Linked DNA regions of Mus musculus: all the other regions are linked to region 4. The links are chromatin contacts, called in public HiChIP or PLAC-seq, Micro-C and promoter capture Hi-C maps. All regions are on one chromosome and are shown on one strand. The core of a region is the stretch at or near the end of the contact, and the rest is flanking DNA. Distances in the headings are between cores, read along the strand shown.

The links. Promoter capture Hi-C pulls out the DNA fragments that hold promoters and counts their contacts. Hi-C and Micro-C count contacts between places; a contact is called where the count stands out from the background. HiChIP or PLAC-seq counts read pairs in DNA pulled down with a chosen protein or histone mark. Capture Hi-C pulls out chosen DNA fragments and counts their contacts.
Region 1: a promoter capture Hi-C map of pre-B cells shows a contact between it and region 4. The contact joins the promoter of Zranb1 here to the promoter of Nkx1-2 in region 4. A contact is called at or near these places in 14 of 39 promoter capture datasets (the 3T3-L1 cell line, the C10 cell line, the HPC-7 cell line and 8 more), 3 of 484 Hi-C or Micro-C datasets (CD8 T cells, Th1 cells and liver), 17 of 115 datasets of contacts at active chromatin or transcription factors (the 230-238 cell line, DN3 thymocytes, the SCID.adh cell line and 8 more) and 5 of 9 other capture datasets (adipose tissue, embryonic stem cells, liver and 2 more).
Region 2: a contact with region 4 is called in a Micro-C map of embryonic stem cells, with 4 times the contacts expected there. The contact joins the promoter of Chst15 here to the promoter of Nkx1-2 in region 4. A contact is called at or near these places in 3 of 39 promoter capture datasets (all in embryonic stem cells), 9 of 484 Hi-C or Micro-C datasets (all in embryonic stem cells), 6 of 115 datasets of contacts at active chromatin or transcription factors (embryonic midbrain and embryonic stem cells) and 4 of 9 other capture datasets (adipose tissue, embryonic stem cells, liver and 1 more).
Region 3: a promoter capture Hi-C map of adipose tissue shows a contact between it and region 4. The contact joins the promoter of Cpxm2 here to the promoter of Nkx1-2 in region 4. A contact is called at or near these places in 1 of 115 datasets of contacts at active chromatin or transcription factors (embryonic stem cells) and 1 of 9 other capture datasets (adipose tissue).
Region 5: an H3K4me3 HiChIP or PLAC-seq map of craniofacial prominence shows a contact between it and region 4, with 4 times the contacts expected there. The contact joins the enhancer-like site here to the promoter of Nkx1-2 in region 4. A contact is called at or near these places in 5 of 39 promoter capture datasets (3T3-L1-derived adipocytes, embryonic stem cells and second pharyngeal arch cranial neural crest), 5 of 115 datasets of contacts at active chromatin or transcription factors (astrocytes, craniofacial prominence, embryonic basal ganglia and 2 more) and 1 of 9 other capture datasets (embryonic stem cells).

Annotation. Positions count from the first base shown.
Region 1 is chr7:132,929,672-132,933,289 of GRCm38.p6, forward strand. Zranb1 (zinc finger, RAN-binding domain containing 1) reads left to right here and starts at 1,505. Exons shown (of 10, transcript NM_207302.3): 1 at 1,505-1,874. It overlaps 1500002F19Rik (a long non-coding RNA gene), which reads right to left. Exons shown (of 2, transcript XR_003946678.1): 1 at 1,337-3,618.
Region 2 is chr7:132,315,338-132,318,819 of GRCm38.p6, forward strand. It overlaps Chst15 (carbohydrate sulfotransferase 15), which reads right to left and starts at 1,891. Exons shown (of 8, transcript NM_029935.6): 1 at 1,710-1,891. Gm10584 (predicted gene 10584) reads left to right here and starts at 327. Exons shown (of 1, transcript NR_028578.1): 1 at 327-2,954.
Region 3 is chr7:132,153,357-132,156,690 of GRCm38.p6, forward strand. Cpxm2 (carboxypeptidase X 2 (M14 family)) reads right to left here and starts at 1,385. Exons shown (of 14, transcript NM_018867.5): 1 at 930-1,385. The coding sequence starts at 1,257.
Region 4 is chr7:132,597,983-132,601,372 of GRCm38.p6, forward strand. It overlaps Nkx1-2 (NK1 homeobox 2), which reads right to left and starts at 1,655. Exons shown (of 2, transcript NM_009123.2): 1 at 1,331-1,655. The coding sequence starts at 1,544.
Region 5 is chr7:132,246,019-132,249,414 of GRCm38.p6, forward strand. Chst15 (carbohydrate sulfotransferase 15) reads right to left here. Exons shown (of 8, transcript NM_029935.6): 6 at 1,846-2,002. Among named protein-coding and RNA genes, the nearest start is that of Gm10584, 68 kb to the right of the region's middle. Within about 2 kb of position 1,748, at least 86 of the 459 cell types and tissues checked have an H3K27ac peak or open chromatin away from gene starts, as enhancers often do. A contact at or near this core is called in craniofacial prominence, embryonic basal ganglia and extraembryonic endoderm stem cells, where this site is marked.

The DNA of each region.
Region 1 (3,618 bases), core at 255-2,754, 330 kb after region 4:
CTGTAAAGCTTTGATTCAGGAAGAGGAAGTGCTTAAACAAAGTGTTTCCAAAGGGTCAACTGAACTACTGTTTTTATATAATAGCGTGGGATCCTACCTACAAATGAATTAATTATATCCTTGAGAACGTGTTGTTTTGTGTTGTTGTTTCCATTTAAACTTAATTTATGGATAAGTTCTCAGACCAGGTGGGGGTTGCTGAAGGCCTCTACTCCATAGCAATGGCTATGGAGAGGAAGCACCCCACTGGTTGTGAAAGATGTTGGTGAGGGGAAGTTATACAAAGTACTGTTCTTTTGATGGCCATGGTACAGCTGTCTTATACCATTTTATGCAAATAACTCAAGACACCAAAGACAGCTTCACAAAGTGAATTCCCACTCAAGTTTGGGAAACATCAAACTTCAAGTAACACGGTCATCCTTTTGGATCTGAGGTATCCAAACAATTACTAAATGCCCTCCCAGATTGCTGTTAATGTTCCTTCAAGATACTAATTAATTATTTTTATTTTTAATTATGTGTTTGTGCAAGTGAGTGTGGGTGTTGGTAGAGGCCACAAGAGGGCACTGAACCCCCTGGAGCTGGAGTTACAGGTGACTGTCTTCCACTGAAGTGGCTGCTGGGAGCAGAACTTTGCTTCTCCGAAGTAAGTGCTCTTACACGCTGGCCGTTTCTCCAGACCCCCCATATTACTATCTTTTTAAAAATTACATTTATTTATTTTGTGTGTAGCCCAGAGAACAACTGTGGGAGTTAGTCGTCTTCTTCCACTCTGTAGGTACTGGGGATGGAACTCAGGCTGTCAGGCTTGGCAACTTTACCCAGTGAACTATTTCTACGGCCTTTAACACATTACTTTTAAAGCAGTTTACATTTTGAAAAAGTTTGAAGTAGGGCTAGGTGAAGCTAAGAGTAGTGGTGGCGTAAGTCCAGCACTCCGGAGGTTTAAGAGTTCGGGATCAGTCTCAGCTATTTAGAGGGGTTAGAAATAAATCGGGCTACAAGAGAACCTCGTCTGAAAACAAAATAAAATGCCAAGTAAGCAAGGCTTGTAATCTCAGCGCTCTTGGGGAGGCTGAGGCAGGAATATCGTTTAAGAGTTCCAGGCCAGCCTGAGCCCCAGAATGACAGCCTGGGTCAAATTATTGAAATTTTAAAAACTGTTTTAAACCGCCGAAGGAACGGCCAAGCGGTCTCCCAGTTAGCAAACAGATGCGTGACTCACGCTTGATTCAAAGCGCTGGCGACTCTGCAGCAAAGAGCGGCCGGCGGCCAGGGGAAGAAGGCTCCCACCTCCCAAGTGCATCCTGCACTTAGACTTGAAGACACTCACCCGGGAGGACGCGTCGCGGGACCGCGCGCGCCGTAGCCTCACAATCAGGACGCACGCTGCTGACGTCACGGCCGCGGCCCGCTCCTGCGCCGGGAAAGAGGCGGTCGCCTATTGGCTGCGCCTCCTGAGGCCTCGGGACCAATCACAGGACGGTGAGCAGCGAGGTCCAGTTCCTGACGTTGTGCGGCCGCCGCGGGGTTTATTTAGCTCTAGGGTCCTGACCGCCGCCATTCGGAGTCCTCTGCGCCCGAGGCTGTCCCCAGACCGCTCCGCCCCTGTCCCCGAGCCTCGGCCCCCGCCTCCGCGCAGCCTCTCCGCCCCTCGGGCCGCTGGGAGCCGCGCGCGGGCCCGCGGAGAACATGTCCTGACTGAGGCGGGAGGGCGGAGGCGGCAGCAGCGGGGTGGGCGGCGGCGCCGAGGGAGGCGGAGAGGGGCCGGGCTCGGCTCGTCGCCGCTGGCCGTGCGGGAGTCGCCGCCGCCGCCGCGGCCGCCGGGCGCCGCGCGTCAGACGGGGAGGAGGAGGATCCGCGGCCGCCAGGTAACCGGGCCTGGGTTGGGGGCGCCGCGCCGCAGGCCCCTCGCGGGTCGACCGCGGCCTGACGGGGCGTCGCGGGGAGCAGGCTGCCGAGCCTCCGGGCGGCAGCGTTGCGGGATAGCGCATCGCAGGCCCGGGGTTGTCCGCGGCCGCGCGTCCATCTTGGGCTTCCCAGCGCGGGGACAACCCGGAGGATGAGGGAGAGTGGCCGCCCGGCTTGTTTACCGACCTCAGTTGGCCGCCTTCGTCAGCGGCTGGCGCTGCCCTTCTGCCCGCCTCATTCCGGCAACTGGGATCCCTCCCGAGTCCGAGTGTGTGGGTCTTATTCCCACCTCTTAGTAGGCCATAAACACCCGGATTTGTCGCTCTAAGTTGGTGCTGGTCCCCAAACTTGTGTTTTGGTCCCTTGTCCACTTTCTCTCCCCTCATACGTTGGCCTCCGGTTGCCTAAAGCAAATCAGGGTGAAAGTTGATGTCTGGTGGCCATGGGCAGCTGGAACTCCGCTCCCGGTAACGATCGCTCTGTGCACCTACCTTGTGGGTTTTCTTGTTTTGTTTTGGTTTTCTGCTCTAATTTGGCTGGTCATTGCACAGACAAAAGAGCTGTAATACTTGCTGTTAGCGCCGGGGAGAGGCAGTTTACGTTAAGCAAGAAGTTTGAACCCGCCCATTATCTTGGAGACGCTGGTTTTGAAACCACCTTGCTTAGAATTTTGTATCTCAACCCCTCGATTTCCCCTTTCGGTTACCCACTAAGTCAATTTTTATAAGTTCTTTCCACTGCTTGCAATGTTTGGTCTCTGTATAGTTGACCTGTGATGGTGTTAATAAACGTGATGTACAAATACTTGGAAGTGTTATATAATGAGTGGCTCCTGTACCCCGCAGTCTCTTTCAGTCGACTCCCTACCAACTTTTGCTACATGCATGGTACCTCTGTTGATCAAAAATGGGTGACTTGGCTTATATAGAGAAAACAGGGGAGACCCGAGGATCTTTGTGACAGAGGCCATTAGAAAGTCCACTGAACTATGCTTGGGAAAAGTAAAGCTGGATCCTGTTAAATATTATTTTAATTAAATGAGGTATTTCGAAAGTATATTTGGAAGCCACTCTCTTGATTTGGAGGCTCTTAAAATAGTCTCATTAAATTTTTGTAACTTTTTCATTGGGGGGGGGTTGTGAGAGGTTAAAAGGTAGGGCAGTAATGAGACGTTTTACTTTTTTGGGGGGAGGATGTTATTTGAACGCCATGGGAGGTTTTTTCTGGTTGCTGTTTTAACAACCTTTTGTTAGTGCCGTTGAGCCTTGGGGCATCCATTTATTTACTCTTGAGGTTGTATGAAGAACTTACAACTCATGGTAATATATTTCAAACTAATGGCCTTGATCCATAACTATGTACTAATACGGATTGTGGCATATCACTTTTAAGGTCTGAGGATTAAACCAGGCAAGGTGGTGAATGGTGAATGCTTTTAACCCTAGCACTCAGGTAGCAGAGGCAGGTGGGTCTCTTGAGTTCTAGGCCATACTGGTCTACATAGTGAGTTCCATGACAGGGTTACACTGAGAAAACCTTCCCCCCCCCAACCATAAACAAACAAACAATTAAAGTAAGTCTGAGTATGAACATTAATTCAGATGTACATTGTTTGAGGTAAATTGATTTATGTGTAATTGATTCAGTGAGAGCCATTACATGTAGTTTTATTTATATTGCTTTTATAAAATCAGTTAAAACTTA
Region 2 (3,482 bases), core at 641-3,140, 280 kb before region 4:
CCACAGGCTGTCACAAGGCTTTCCTGAACTTCATTCCTGGAAACTCCATGCCATTAACTTACTCGCCACAGTGAGAGTCCAGCAGATCTATTAGAAGACTTAGGACAAGGTGCCCCACCCCCACTCCCACCCCCAGGTTCCAACCCGGACAAAGCGCGCTTACTAGAGGTGCCCACGTCCAGCCACCAGTAGCCTAGCAGTAAGCAAACCAGCCCTAGCATTGGGTTGCTCGCTCTAGCGGATCCAGACAGGCAGGCAGGCAGGCAACGTGGACACTCGACCACGGTGGGGCAGTCAAAACGAGGGTGCGCGGGACCTCGGAGTCCTAAACGTGAACACAAATGAGCGCAAGCCGGCCAATCGATTCGCCAGAAGGAGAAAGAAGGCGCTTCCCCTGCTCTCCATTCATTCCCTGCACAGTCTGGCTCCCCTCGCCCTGCCGCCATCCAGGATCCCCCGGGCTCCACATGGGCAAGTGCGCCAAGACCCGCTACCAGACACAACGCCCGCTTCCACTCCATTGGAGCACACAGCCCCACGGACTAGCACGCTATCAACATCCTCAGCGTCGCTCCTCGCGTCCGGGCCCCTGCCTTCTCGGCTTCCACCATCACCACCCGCCACCGCCGCCCCCACGGCTTAGCTCAGAGCTGCCTCGTTCTGCTCTCTGCTCCCCAGCTGGCGGGAGACACAGCTGAGACTCCCTAGTCAGGCCGCTTCGGGGACTAGGGTACAGCGACGATGGGAAAAGCGGCGAGTAAAAAAAGTTGAGACTGATCCCTCGGTTCCTCCCAGGCCTGTCCCCACGGTGTCTCCTCGGGAATCTTGCTCCCACAGACGCTGACGCCTGGGGCTGTTCCCCGAGACCCACACGAGCCTTCCCACCCAGAGCGGCAGTGCGGCTAGAGCCCGGATTCCCGAGGCGGCTCCGATTGGTACCCAGAGACAGTGGCAGATGCCCACGTACCTGCCCCAGGCTACGCCTGGAAACTTCCCCTAAAGTGTGCGGGGGAGGGGCAGTGAACACGACTAGGGGAATCCCGGTCCCCAGCTCTGCCTGTGGAGAGCTCGCTCCAGAAAATCGCCGATCTGTCTATTCATTGGCCTTATATCAGTCGTCCTTCCCTCTCAGTTCCTGGCCGACCCAGGGTCGCGCGAATTCTGACTCCTTGGGGCGGTTCTGCGGGACAGCTAGCCGGTGCGTGCCCCGCGGCGTGCGTCCTCCGCCGGCCTCCAGCTGTCCACAGCGCCACCACGCCAGCACCCGGTCCTCTGTCTTGGAGCTCGGACCACATTCGCTCTGTCTAGGGAGGGGGCGTGTGAGCCCCGGCTCCGCCACCGGTAGTCCTTCCCGCAGGGTCCCCAGGCGTGCTGGGCACCTAGAGCACGGCCAGGACCGCGCAGCGAAAAGGACGCCTCCTACAGGGGACCGTGCCTGTAGCGAGGAGGCCTGACCGAGGGGTGCGGGCCCAAACCTGCCGGAGCTCGGCGCGCTCCAAGTTCATTGTCTGCCTGGGCCGCCGCCGCCTCCGCGTCCGGAGCCTCCGCGCAGGGAGTGAAGCTGCACACAGCCCTGGCGGTCCGGACTCCCAGCGCCCATTCCCCGCCAACCTGGGCGAACCCGCAGAGGGGCACCGGGACCCAGAGCCAAACCTCCGCCCGCCGCTACTCGCCACCCCCTGCCCAGTCACCCAGAGCCCAACTTGTACCTGAAAAGCCCAAGACGATCTCGGAAGCCTCTGCAGCTCCGACTCCGCGGGAGCGCGCGCCCAGCCCCGCGCCTAGCACCCCGCACCCAGGGCGCGTCAACCTGACTCCCCGAGCGCTGGGAGGAAAAGTTTGGGAGTGACTTGCAGATGGCGAATGAAACCTCTGAACAGAACCCTCCCCCCGCCCCATGTCGCGCTGACACACATCAGCTCGAGTCTGGAATGCAAGATCAAGGCGTGCGCGCCCTGCTGAGCGGTGGGTTTGGTCCCCGCCCCCTCGCCCAGCAAGTAAATACAGTTTGTGTATTGCGGTGACTCCGACAAGACAAAACCGAAACCTGGTGTGTGTGGCAGTGACCCGGCTACCAGAAACAGTTTTAAGGAACTTGGCAGTCTAGAGACAGCCCATACATTGATATTCAAGGCCACTGACGCGAGTGGTTTCGGCGCCCTCTGTTGTATTTTTGCATTCTACAAAGGCTGCCTAGCTCTTGGGCCCTGTAGGTTTGCTTCTTCTGAGAGGTAAGGTTCTACAGGACCCCGAGTACCACTGCCGCAGTGGCCTACTGGGACTGCTTCAAGGAAAGGCTCCAGTGATCGGCTGTGGGCTGAAGATGAAATCAGTTAACATAAAATATGACACCTTAAACTCTTAAGACTTGTTCGGGACAGCCTTTGGAGCACCAAACCCCAGACTCTGGGGAATAGGATAGAAGCCACAGTCTTGGGTCTGCCCACGTTCCTATGGCCAGAGTCCAGCATCTTCTTTCTTGAAGCAACCGGGAAAATGCTCCCTAACTGTAAAATGCTGGCATATGTGCTAAAGGTGATTCTAGAGAACGGGAGCCCCTTTCAGTCTTGTTTGAGGTTCCCACCTCACCCCCCAAAGTCCTAGAGTTCTGGTTCAGCATCCACGGCGACTGAGTCAGAGGTCACAATCAGAGGGTCACGACTGCAGATAGGAACCCTGGATGACAGGGGAGTTCTTAAAAACCACTGTCTAGCTTCCCAACAAATACTGCCTCTTATATAAAAATCTGCAAAGAAAGATTAATGAAGCAGTGAGACTGCCCTCCCAGTCGGTAGACTGGATTGCTTTTCCCCCCATGTAGACTTGGCTTAGTGATTTGGAGGTCTTTATTATTTTTTTTAAACAAAAACCTTTTTTTTTCTAAAAATACAATGAGCTGGTTTTTGCAGAGTTCACAATTCCCAATAGATAATGATGCCATTTTTCATGGTCTTACACACGTTGTGGCTTTGGGGTTTATTTATTAGCTCCGGAGAAAAGACTGCCTTTCAGTAAGGTTTATATATTCGAGTAATTGCACTGGGACACAGTGCAGGTTGCTGTTTAAGAGGGTGGGTTGTGCAGGCGCCTACAAGCAAAGTCCTGGGCCAGGCAGCTGTCAGACCAGGGCATGCGGCCGGTTTAAGCAAACACAGTGAAGGTTCTTTGGAAACAGCAAGGAGGAAATCCCTTCCTGTAAGAGTGTGTGGAACATGATCCCTGGGCCACACGTATGGGGACTTTCCAATACATGCCCCATTATGGGGATAGCGCTGGGCCCACCCAGATGACTTTCAAATTCAGGTGTCAGAAATCACAGCTGACATGGGAACAAATTGTTTTTAAGTAAAATCCCTGGGCCACTTTGATATGAGTTCCACCAGGACTTTCCAAGGTATTATATATGTTCCTGAGCTTACCTGAAGAAGGGTTTTTTTTTTTTTTTTTAATTTTCCCCCCTCAACATTAACTTCAAAAAATTA
Region 3 (3,334 bases), core at 135-2,634, 440 kb before region 4:
CAAAGGTGATAGCCTCAAATTGGGGCTCAAGAGTGTCAGCATCTTCCCTTGCCACCCCGCCTGGTGAATTTAATATTCGTCTAACCAAATGAAAGCCACTTCTGAGTCCAGAGCTCTGTGACCTGGCACGTGATTCCTTTCAGGCAAAGAAACGCAAAGGCCATAGAATTTGGTCACTGTCCTGCTGGCTTCCTGTGATTGAAATAGTGGGAACACAGCTCCTGCACTGAGCAATCACTATCTGAAACAGTTAAGAGAAAGCCCTCTTCACAGGTTTGGGATACAGGCTGGACTAGAAGAAAGTGAGGATGGATTTGAGATTGGCCCAAGGGATGGGTAGAGCATCCCAGGCTGCCAGGCACTCAGAGCTTTCCAGGGCTCCTGTAGTCTGCCCTTTCCAAGAAGGCAGAATCTTGGCTGCTACAGGGACCAAGAGTGATCCAAAGTCTGCAGCTGGGACTGTGCCATTCTGTGCATAGTGGATTTAAGGGCCCCACTGACTGGGGTGGAGGGAGCTGAGAAGGGCACTGTCTGAATAAAGGTCACTGACTGAATCTTGCCAAGGCCATCTGCCAAGTGACACCGGCCGGTCACATGCCCATTGATAAAATCGGTCTGAAAAAAACACTTCTAAAGATTGAATACATAAGCAGAGCAGGAAGAAGCAACAGATGCCTCCTTAGGCTGTGCCAGCGAGCATTGGGACACCGGGCCGCTCCCCAGGCAGCTTCCCAAAGAGCTCCATTCTGTTTCTGCCTGAGGGGGCAGGGAGAGAAAGCTGAACTTAGCTCAGATGTAGTCTCTAGGGAATAACACAGGCACCACAGGACTTTGGCTGGGCTCACTCAAGAAAACATACTGGAAGCCAGGTGTCCCCTGGAGTGCCACGATCGCTGGCGCCCCCTCGGGCTGCCCGATGCAAAAGTTACCTGGTGGAGGCGTCTCTGCAACTAACTTCTCCCTCTTGGGAGCCTTCTTGGGCTTGATGGCCTTCTTGGGAGTTCTGTGGCCCTGCTGGTGCGGCTCCTGCTGTTCCTGCTCCTCCACCCTAAGGTCTTCATGCATTGAAGGCGAGAAGAGCTCCGGCTCCGGCTCAGGCTCCGGATGCCCATAATAGCGCCCGCGCCGCCAGAGCTCCTGGCTGTAATAGTCAGGCTCCTCGAAGGCTGCGCCCTGGGCTCTGACTCCAGCCAGGGCCACCGCCACAAGTGCCAGGGCCAGCGCCAGCGCAGGGCAGGCGGTCCCCAGACGGGCCATGCCCGCTCTGCCCCGCACCCAGGGTAGGATCGGGTCCCCGGGAGCGGCAGGCGGGCTACAAATGACGACTACGGCGCGGGACAGGGGCGCGGGCGCTGCAGCGGGTGCAGATGGTGGGTGGGACAGGCCGGACGGGCGGGGCTGGGCCGGAGTGGGGCGGGCAGGGGCGCGCCCAGGAGAGGCTAGGCGCCGGCCGACCCACCCTCCCTCCTACCCGCCCAGGGCCTCTCCAGCAGGTGTTGAAGGCCACTAGAAGACTGTCACCAGCCTTCCTTGCATTTCTAGGAGGCCGATATTTTGTCCTCCTGGGCACCCCTTCTGCAGAGGTAAGGCATGGTGATCGTGGAGAGAACTATAGGGCTGTGTCTTCCATTCCTTCATTTTGCAGAACAAATCTGATTAAGACTGGCTAAGGTAATAACCAGCAGGCTGCCCTCCAGTCGTTTTGCCCCAGACCGTGGAGGAATCCCGGATTCCCTGGAGGAAGTTCCCTGGGAGCAGGGCCTAAGGGCCTGGGAACCCCTGCTGCCTACCGTCCAGAGTGTGGCTCTGTAGGAGAGAATAGAGCCAGCCGAAGACTACTATCTCACAAGTCACAAGAGGGCATTTGTCTCTTCCAGGAATCCAGGCTTCTCTGGAGAACCCTGGTGTCACCTTCCCTTTGATAAAGTGCCTTCCATCTTTACCCATCATGCCGTAGTTTTTTTTCTTAGTGGAGTGGAAAGAAGCCAGTGGCCCTAGCTTCTCTCTGGGCTCTGCACCAGTATTCTATGGCTCCTCTAACACATTGAGACAGGTTTAAAACAAGAGACTCGCTGACTCACAGGTTAAATGTCAGAGGCAGCAGCACCAAGGTGCGTGTAGTGGTGGCTGAGGGACTCATTTGTGGTGAGAGCTGGGGTTGGGGGTAGCTTTCATAGCCACTCAATGAATCGCTAAAGTCAGGTCCTGGCAGTGACTGTTTTGCAGCTTGCTTGCTGTGCTTTCTAGGGGCTGCCTCGGGTGCCCTGCATCTCAGAGTCAGAATTCACAGGTCAAATCCAAACTGTACCTTCAAATCACCCCTATTTTTTTCTATCTCCATCTAGCGGAGAATATACTCCACATTTAAGAGGCTCTGAGATGATCCAGAATTGGTCCCAACTGTCATCAGTCTACTCTGTACATTTAATTCATAAGTTCTAAAGATCCAGTAGAGTTGCCTCCAAGGGGCCACAGTGTCTGCCAGCCACAAAGACAACTAGTCCTTAAGTCTGTCAGTCTGTCCCTGAGGGCCTGGGATATGACCCAAGAATGCCTCTGAGATGAACCTGGGCATTGGGCTAAGGCCTCTGCATTTAGAGGGGAATCACAGGCCTGAGGCCCCCAATGTCAGATGTTAGCCAGCTCAGCTGTGACTTTTTGCCTCACTCCTATGTCCTCACTGTTGCTATCAGACCACCCAGCCGACCTTTGGATTGCAGTTTTAGAACTCCTAGGTGGAAGGGTATTGCGAGAGAAAACTGTAGCTGACACAGGGCCCGTGGCGGATGGCTAGAGGGCCTTGGATCTAGTTGTCAAACCCAGGATAATTGGGAATCAAGATCCAGAGCAGTTCTCCAGAGAAGAAGGAAGTCTCCCTCCTCCCCTGGCTTTCTAAGAAGGCATTGGTTTGGATTGGATCCCCTGCGCTCTTCTCTGTGGATGTCTCCTGCACTTACTCACAGGGGTTGTCCTATCTAAACCCAGCCACTACAGACAAGAAAGCAAGTCCCAGGTATCCGTGTGGCTCAGAGAAGAGAGGCTCCATGGGCAAGACACACTCTTAAAGTCCCAACTAACCAGTGAAGACTAGGAAAAGATCCAACTAGAGTTCTAGCAGAAAAGGACCATATGTATAGCACCCAGACCAGGTGATCTAGTTGTAGACAAACACCAGGCTCCTTCAGACCCTGAAACCTCCTAAACACTAGGCTCGCGTGCTTTCCACGTGATTTTGACAGAGCTGAAGTTTAACACTGCCCTCCATTTCAATTCTACAGAATGGCTGAGGACAGAGTCACTCTCAGACATATGACAAACTGGTAATGAACCAGGT
Region 4 (3,390 bases), core at 405-2,904:
AGAGCAGATTCGGGAGTACAGTGTCCTTTACAAATCTGCCAGTAAGTAGGCACACAAGAAGTACATGTTGGATGACACCCCGTTTCAAGAAAGTATAGTGACTTTATCAAACCGGGAAGAGCAAAGTCGGCTGTGCATTATGATAGGGAATGTCAAGTGCGTTTACTAGTGCATCTCTCTAGTCCCTAGGAGCCTATGTTGCTGTGCAACTCCTAGCAATTAAAAAAGAAGTTATTAAACCCCCATCCCCCCAAAAAAGAGAAATTCCCCCTTTCCCATCTTCTCTCTCCAGTAGTGTTAATAGAGTTTCAGATTTGTCCGGGGCCTGATCGATAGATGTCATCTATTAAAGGTAAGTTTTAATCGAACAATATTAGGATCAGACAGGGAAAGGGGGTTTGAAGTCAGTACCTGCAAGCTGCGGGCAGGAGATATGCAGGCGCCAGTAATAGAATATCGATCAAGGAGTTAGGGGGAGGGGAGCGCGGCCCCACAGAGAGACCATCCAAACAATTAATCCAGGCCCGCGGCCGGGACCCAAGCCAGGCCACCAGAGGCTTCCGGGGGCCCCAGACAATCACCTCCAAACTTAGGAAGGAGGAGGAGGGGCTGTGCTATATACAGCCCTCCCTGGGACCTGAATCCCTAGACCTTCAGCGTCTCCCCAGATAATCAATCCCATGCTCATGTCCCACTAAGCATGAATCCTGCTATCTTAAGTTCTTCCAGCCACAAACTTTCCGGAACCCTTTCTTTTGTGTCCACCAACTTCAGGGATAAGGGGGAAAGGTCTAGAAGAGAACACCAAAAGCTATTGGGGGTGGGGGCGTCCCCTGTTGAGTCCGGGAAAGAGCATGGGCTCTAAAGATGTTTCCGAGTGGTTGAAAAAAAAGCACCTAATCCGGGGAAGGCCCGAGCCTCGGTTGCCCCATACATAAAATGGGAGTGGTGTTAATGACACTACATAGTTGGAAGGTATTTTCATAACCTTTATCCCAAGCTCCTCGCCCAGGTTCTAGCACGTGGAGAGCACAATACACTTCCATTAGATCAGTGAGCCTGAGCTGTAGTTTATGTGAGCCAGTCAGAGTTGTGGCGCTCATTCACTGAGCAGGTGTTCAGGAAAAAAGCACACACTGGTCCTGGCAATCTCAGCCACGTCCCTACCTCTGTCCTCTTCCAAGTAGGGATGGCTCGCTTCGCACCTGCGCGGGATCACCTTTTCTAGTTCCCAGGCTACCAATAAACCTTGACTACTACACACACACACACACACACACACACACACACACACACACCACTTAGGCTTAAAACCGCCTCACATTCTTACCAGGGGTCTCCTGTGACCCGATTGGATTCCCCGAACAAGCATCTTGCCCTGCTTCCACCTCTTCTAAACTTTTCTTGGCTTCCAGGGCAGCGAGACGCACCGGCGGGAGGGCAGCTCGCGTGAATTTTTGCGGATCCAAGATGTCCAAGACAGAGAAGGAGATCTTGTGGTGAGAGGGGGCCGCCTTGGCCCCGACGTCCTGCCATGCCAACATGCCCGCCTCCCGCGGGCCCGAGGCCAGCCGTACTGGGGTCGGGGCTGGATGCGCTCAGCCGCTGTCTTCTGCAGTGGTTTGGCCACAGCTCTCCAGCCGCGAACTGGAATTTCCCCGCCAAGTGAAGCTGTAGAGGGGGGCAAGGAGGCGGGGCGGGAGGAGAGAAGCGGGGAAGGGGGCGGGGGGGGGGGCTGCTTGAGGATTGGCACTTGAGCTGGCCAGACCCCTTCCACGTGCAGTGAGCGCTTGCAGCCTCCACGAGACTATCCTGGGCAGCCGGAGGGGGGAGGGAGCGCTGACTAGAGGGACCCTCGCGCGCCAATGCGCGCTCCCGGTTCGCCGGGTCACCGTGGCATGCTGTGTGAAAATCTTTCCATGCTGCGGAGACTCGTGAAGGGCGTGAGGGAGGATTCCATCTCCGCTACCTCATCTGCACACACATTCACCTGACTGAAGTTTACTTATTTCTCTTGGGGCACTTGCCATCTTCCTTTGACCTGGCGATGCCACAGAGGCCAGACCTGATTGCTTCGCCATGATGCACGGTGCATCTCAAGCCCCATCCCTGAACCACAGTAAAGGCTTCGGGCACATTTACGTAAAAATTTTAAAGCCTCTGTGCATTTACAGTTTATAAAGCCCTGGGGCTTTCTCACTCTCTTTTGATTTTCTAGGCATTCCCCCCTGTGAGGTGGGTGTGGCCTGGGAACCACAGTCTGTGGTTTCAAACAGAAGGAAAATGAGGTTCAAAGATGAGCGGTGGCGCTACAGATGACAAGAGTCTGGACTGGGCCAAGGTTTTTCAGGTCATCCTGATGGCTTAGGATATGTGTGTGTGTGCGGGGGGGGGGGGGGAACCTTCTTGGAGGGGAGTTTTTTCTTTCCACTCGGAAGACCAGCAGGGCCTGGTCAAAAGGGGTCTATGGAAATACGCCTGCCCAGAGAGCTGAAGGCTTAGGGCTAGGTGGCTTGGCTAAAGGTGAGTATCCCTCCTCGGATACCATTTTCATTGCCTGTCAGGACTTCTCAGTCACAGATTCTATCATTAACATCAGAAATTGACTCTCTGGGTTCCTTTCCCAGCGTGAAGAAGGAAAAGGTTAAAAGATGCCTAGTGGTTTGAATTTAAGACCAGAGATGAGAGCCGATTAAAATGGCCCCATCTGCCCCCCAAGTCTCCAGGGAGGACAGCCGGCATTAGCAGTGAGGGAAAGTCTGCATAGCCACACCCACGGTGATATTCCTTTTTTTTTTTTTAAGGCATTCATTTCAGCGACAAATTCTGAAGCATTAGCCCCTCTGCACAGAACCGCCTTGGAACCCCCCCCCCCCCCCGCCACTTCTTTCTTCTTTGCCCCATGTGGTTCCCAGACAATGTCTTGACAATTAATATTGTCTAAGCAGGTAAGAAGTAGGAAGAGGAGGGGACTCCTCACTAAAGTGCTGGGAGCTGCTCATCCAATCTGTTATTAAAGAGGTGTCCTTGGGGGCTTGCTCCTTGTAGCTTTTCTCATTCAAACCTTTCAGCCCCTCCCAGGGGTGGCCACCATATTCCCTGCCGACTTTAAAGCCTTGCCGAAATTCAAGCCAGCTCCAGACCTAAAGTAAAGACGGAATGAGCTTTTAAAGCTAAGGGAAGGAAGTGCCCAGACCAAGCCCACCAGAACCCCCAACCCCCGACCCCCACCCTTGCCAAGGGAATGCGCGCTTTGTGAAACTCAGGGAAAAGACAACCCAGAGGTCAGGCCAAGGGACAATGCGTGCAAATCAGAGATTCTTCAGTAATGCGCATACTGTGTCTTCTGTTTGGATAACCGTTTCTCACCTAGTTCCCACATTTTTTATA
Region 5 (3,396 bases), core at 498-2,997, 350 kb before region 4:
GAAAATACCACCACATCCACAGCTGTTTATATCGGATGCTGATCCTTTGCAGGGCAGGAGAGGCCCTGGTTCCCAGCCATGAAATCCAACTATGCCTGTGTCAGGACTCCAAAGCCCTGCCTCTCTCTACCCAAGACATCCAGCCAACTTAGGCTGGTATGAGCCTACATCTGCCCCTCCCTCTCTGAATTCTCAGGAGATCTCTGAGAAGAGAGAACTGGGTGGTAGCTGCTTCAGTGACTGTTGCTGCCTCTTCTAAGGAAACATGTTAACTTAGCCGAGGGCATCACCCCTCACTCTTCATCTGGCCTGTTCCTGCTTCCCTCCCTCCGCCCCTGTTATCCCACCTACGCTGCAGGCATCGTTGCAGAGTTCCACAGCATCATCAAACCCAAGAAATTCCAAAAGGACCAGAGTGGAAGCAACCCTGAGGCAGGCTGCCTTCGAGCACATCTGAATTCTCATAACTGACGACCTGCCTTCTCCCACCTGCCTTCCCCCACCCTCCAGAGCCTGCTGCTTGGAAACCCTAAAGAAGAAACTTCTGGAGACACACCAGAGCCCTGAAGAAAGCTGGGGTTTCAAAGCCTAGACTTGAGCCTTGGATTCCCCCCATTACTGGGTAGCTGGCTACAAAAGGCAACCTGACAGAGCCTTGGAAGCCCCGCCTGTGTCAGCAAGCTCCAGCAATAGTGGGGCCTGCATCAAGGCACAGCCTTAGGCTGCTGGGCAGCCAACGCTGGCAGAGTCCATCATTTTCCTATCAGGTTTGAGCACTTTCACCCCTCGGTGGGCTCTACCTAAGTGTGCCAGGGCGCAGCACCATAGTTTGTCAGTATGGCACATGTAAATGACTCCCAGTCTCCCGTCCCTATACCAGCCTAGAATAAAGCAATTGAATTTCAGAGAGGCTAAGACACACGAGCAAAGCCAGGGAAAGCCAGAATGAACCCACACCGCAGTCTGCCTCCAAAGCTTGCCTGACTGAAAATGTGGTTATCTATGTTGAGTCTTCCTTGCCAATGCAAACTACAATGCATACAAGAAGACAGCCCAGACTCCTGCTTGCTGGCCCTGGCTTAAGAAAAGATGGACAGAGTAGCCAAGCAGAGAGCCTGACATCTTTCCCCTGAGCCTCACTGCCCTGAGGTGGGGCGTGCTAGTCATCTACATCTGTGAATGCCGGATGTGGGACACAGCATACATCGGGCAGGAGGCTACCTGATGTAAGAGCCCTGCTAGGGAAACACTTAGGCCTGGGAGCCTTGTGTGGGAGATGTGACCTCAGGTAACTTAAGAGGATTCACCTCCAGCAAGAGATTTTACATAAGACTGGAAGGTTAGAGAAGGATAACAAGGGGTAGCGAGAACATTCTGCAGTGGAGAGCCTGCTGGAGCATTCCGTCACTGGTGGGTAATTCTGAAAGCCAATGCTATGAAGATTCTCTGAAACAACCTAAGGACTGGGTGTCCTCCTGTCTGCCAGCTCTAATTGCAGAGCCTTACTAAATGGCAGCCCTCCTAAGCGCACCCTGGGTCTCTAGGAGAGGCAGGGGGATTCAGGATGCAAAGTTTCTGGGTGACAGGCAAGGAAGGAGGGACACAGACAGCAGGCTCAGAGGCCCCAGCTGCTGCTGTGCCTCTCTCAGCCGGGAGCATTTTTCTTCCACATTAGCCACTGCTCAGAGGCAGCTGGCTGGGTGTCATTTGCACATTCAAACACTCCGTCCCCATCCCCCCACCTCCCTCCCGTCTCTGCACTAAAACCCTGTTCACAATGCCCCGCTGCACACAATAGCACCAGAGTGGGCCTGCTCTGTATGGGCTGCCCTGGTGAATACGCACGGGCATGGCATTGTTCAGGGTGTTGTTGTAGACGCAGGCGCGCAGTGAATAATCCAGCATGCAATTTTCAAACAGCTGCAGAGCCTCCGTCACTTTCTCGTGGAAGTCATCTGCAGATTTATTGGAACTTGCGAAGTAGAGATAGTCTGAGTACAACCTGCGAATAAAATAAATGGATAATCTTACCATCCGAGGGTGTGAAACCACACCACGTGGGCGACAACAAAAATCGGCTAGCCATTACATTAGCTGGTTTGATTTATTAAAATACAACAATTTTCCTCCCTTTCTTTCAAATGAGCCCCCTCCGTTCTTGCTCCCACCTGTAACATACCACCCACCCTTCCTGCTCAGATACATCTACACTGCCCCCAAACACTGACCAATACTGTGTTTTATTGTTAGTTGGTGATTTTGTCTCTTTCTCTTGTTAAATTTATTTTATTTATTAGCAGAGTGTGGGGAGGCCATGCAAAGGCCATCGTACAGGTGTGGAGACCAGAGGACAGCTCTGTGCAATCAGGTCTCTCGTTCACCTTTACACAGGTTCCACAAATGAAACTCGTGTTCCGGCTTGTTGCTAGGCCACCTTGCCTATATCTGCTTTAAGAAACAAACAACAAAACCCCGCAGTTATTTTGGGGGAGTGGGGGTGGCAGAGCAAGTCACAGCACACATGTAGAGGTCAGAGGACAAGACGTGGTTCTCTCCAACCACCATGTATGTGAAGAGGCTGAGCTCTGGCTGCTAGCCCTGGCAGAAGGTTCCTCTACTCACTGAGCCATCGTACCTCGCTGTTTAAAATTCCTTCTAGTTACCTCAGAAAGAGACTGTCCTTGCAGCCAGGCTTCAAAAGTCACTCCACAGCAAAGAGAAGCCAGGAAACACTCTGTACTGTCCCATCCCCTTCTTTTAAGAGGAACCCAGGGCACCTGTGATCCACACAAGGTTACAACCCCATGTGAAATTCCTGACTTTTCCCATTGATATCCTGAACGTCTAAAGTTACATTTAAAATTGTGCATGGTGGCTCATGCCTCTAATCCTCCCCGGCTAGGAGGTGGAGGTAGGGGATCACTGATGTTCCAGGTCTGGAGGGATAGGTAGCGACTTATCAGGACAATTTGGGCTACAGAATAAAAGTCTCACACATAGGCATGGAACCCCCTGCAGACGGATATGTTTGCAAGTCCAAGCAAACACCACATATATGTGCAATTGCATGTAACCACATTTTCCACAGGAGTTGCCAGTCTCCCTTGACAGTTACTGGTTCATCTTTATGTTTGCAATGTGCCGTGTTCGCATGAATCTTGCTGTTAAAGGAAAATTTATGAATGGTGAGGACCTGTGATCCCAGCACTCACGGGTGCTGAGGAAGAAAGATCTTGAGTTCAAAGACAACCTGAACCACATAGTGAGTTCAAGGTCAGCTTTGACTACATATCTAGACCCCTAGGACAGGCAGGAGAGGAGAGAAGACAGGAAGAGGGGAGAAAGGGCCAGCAGGGGAAGTAGGGGAGGAAAAATTCATAGGAGGCAATTAGCTCC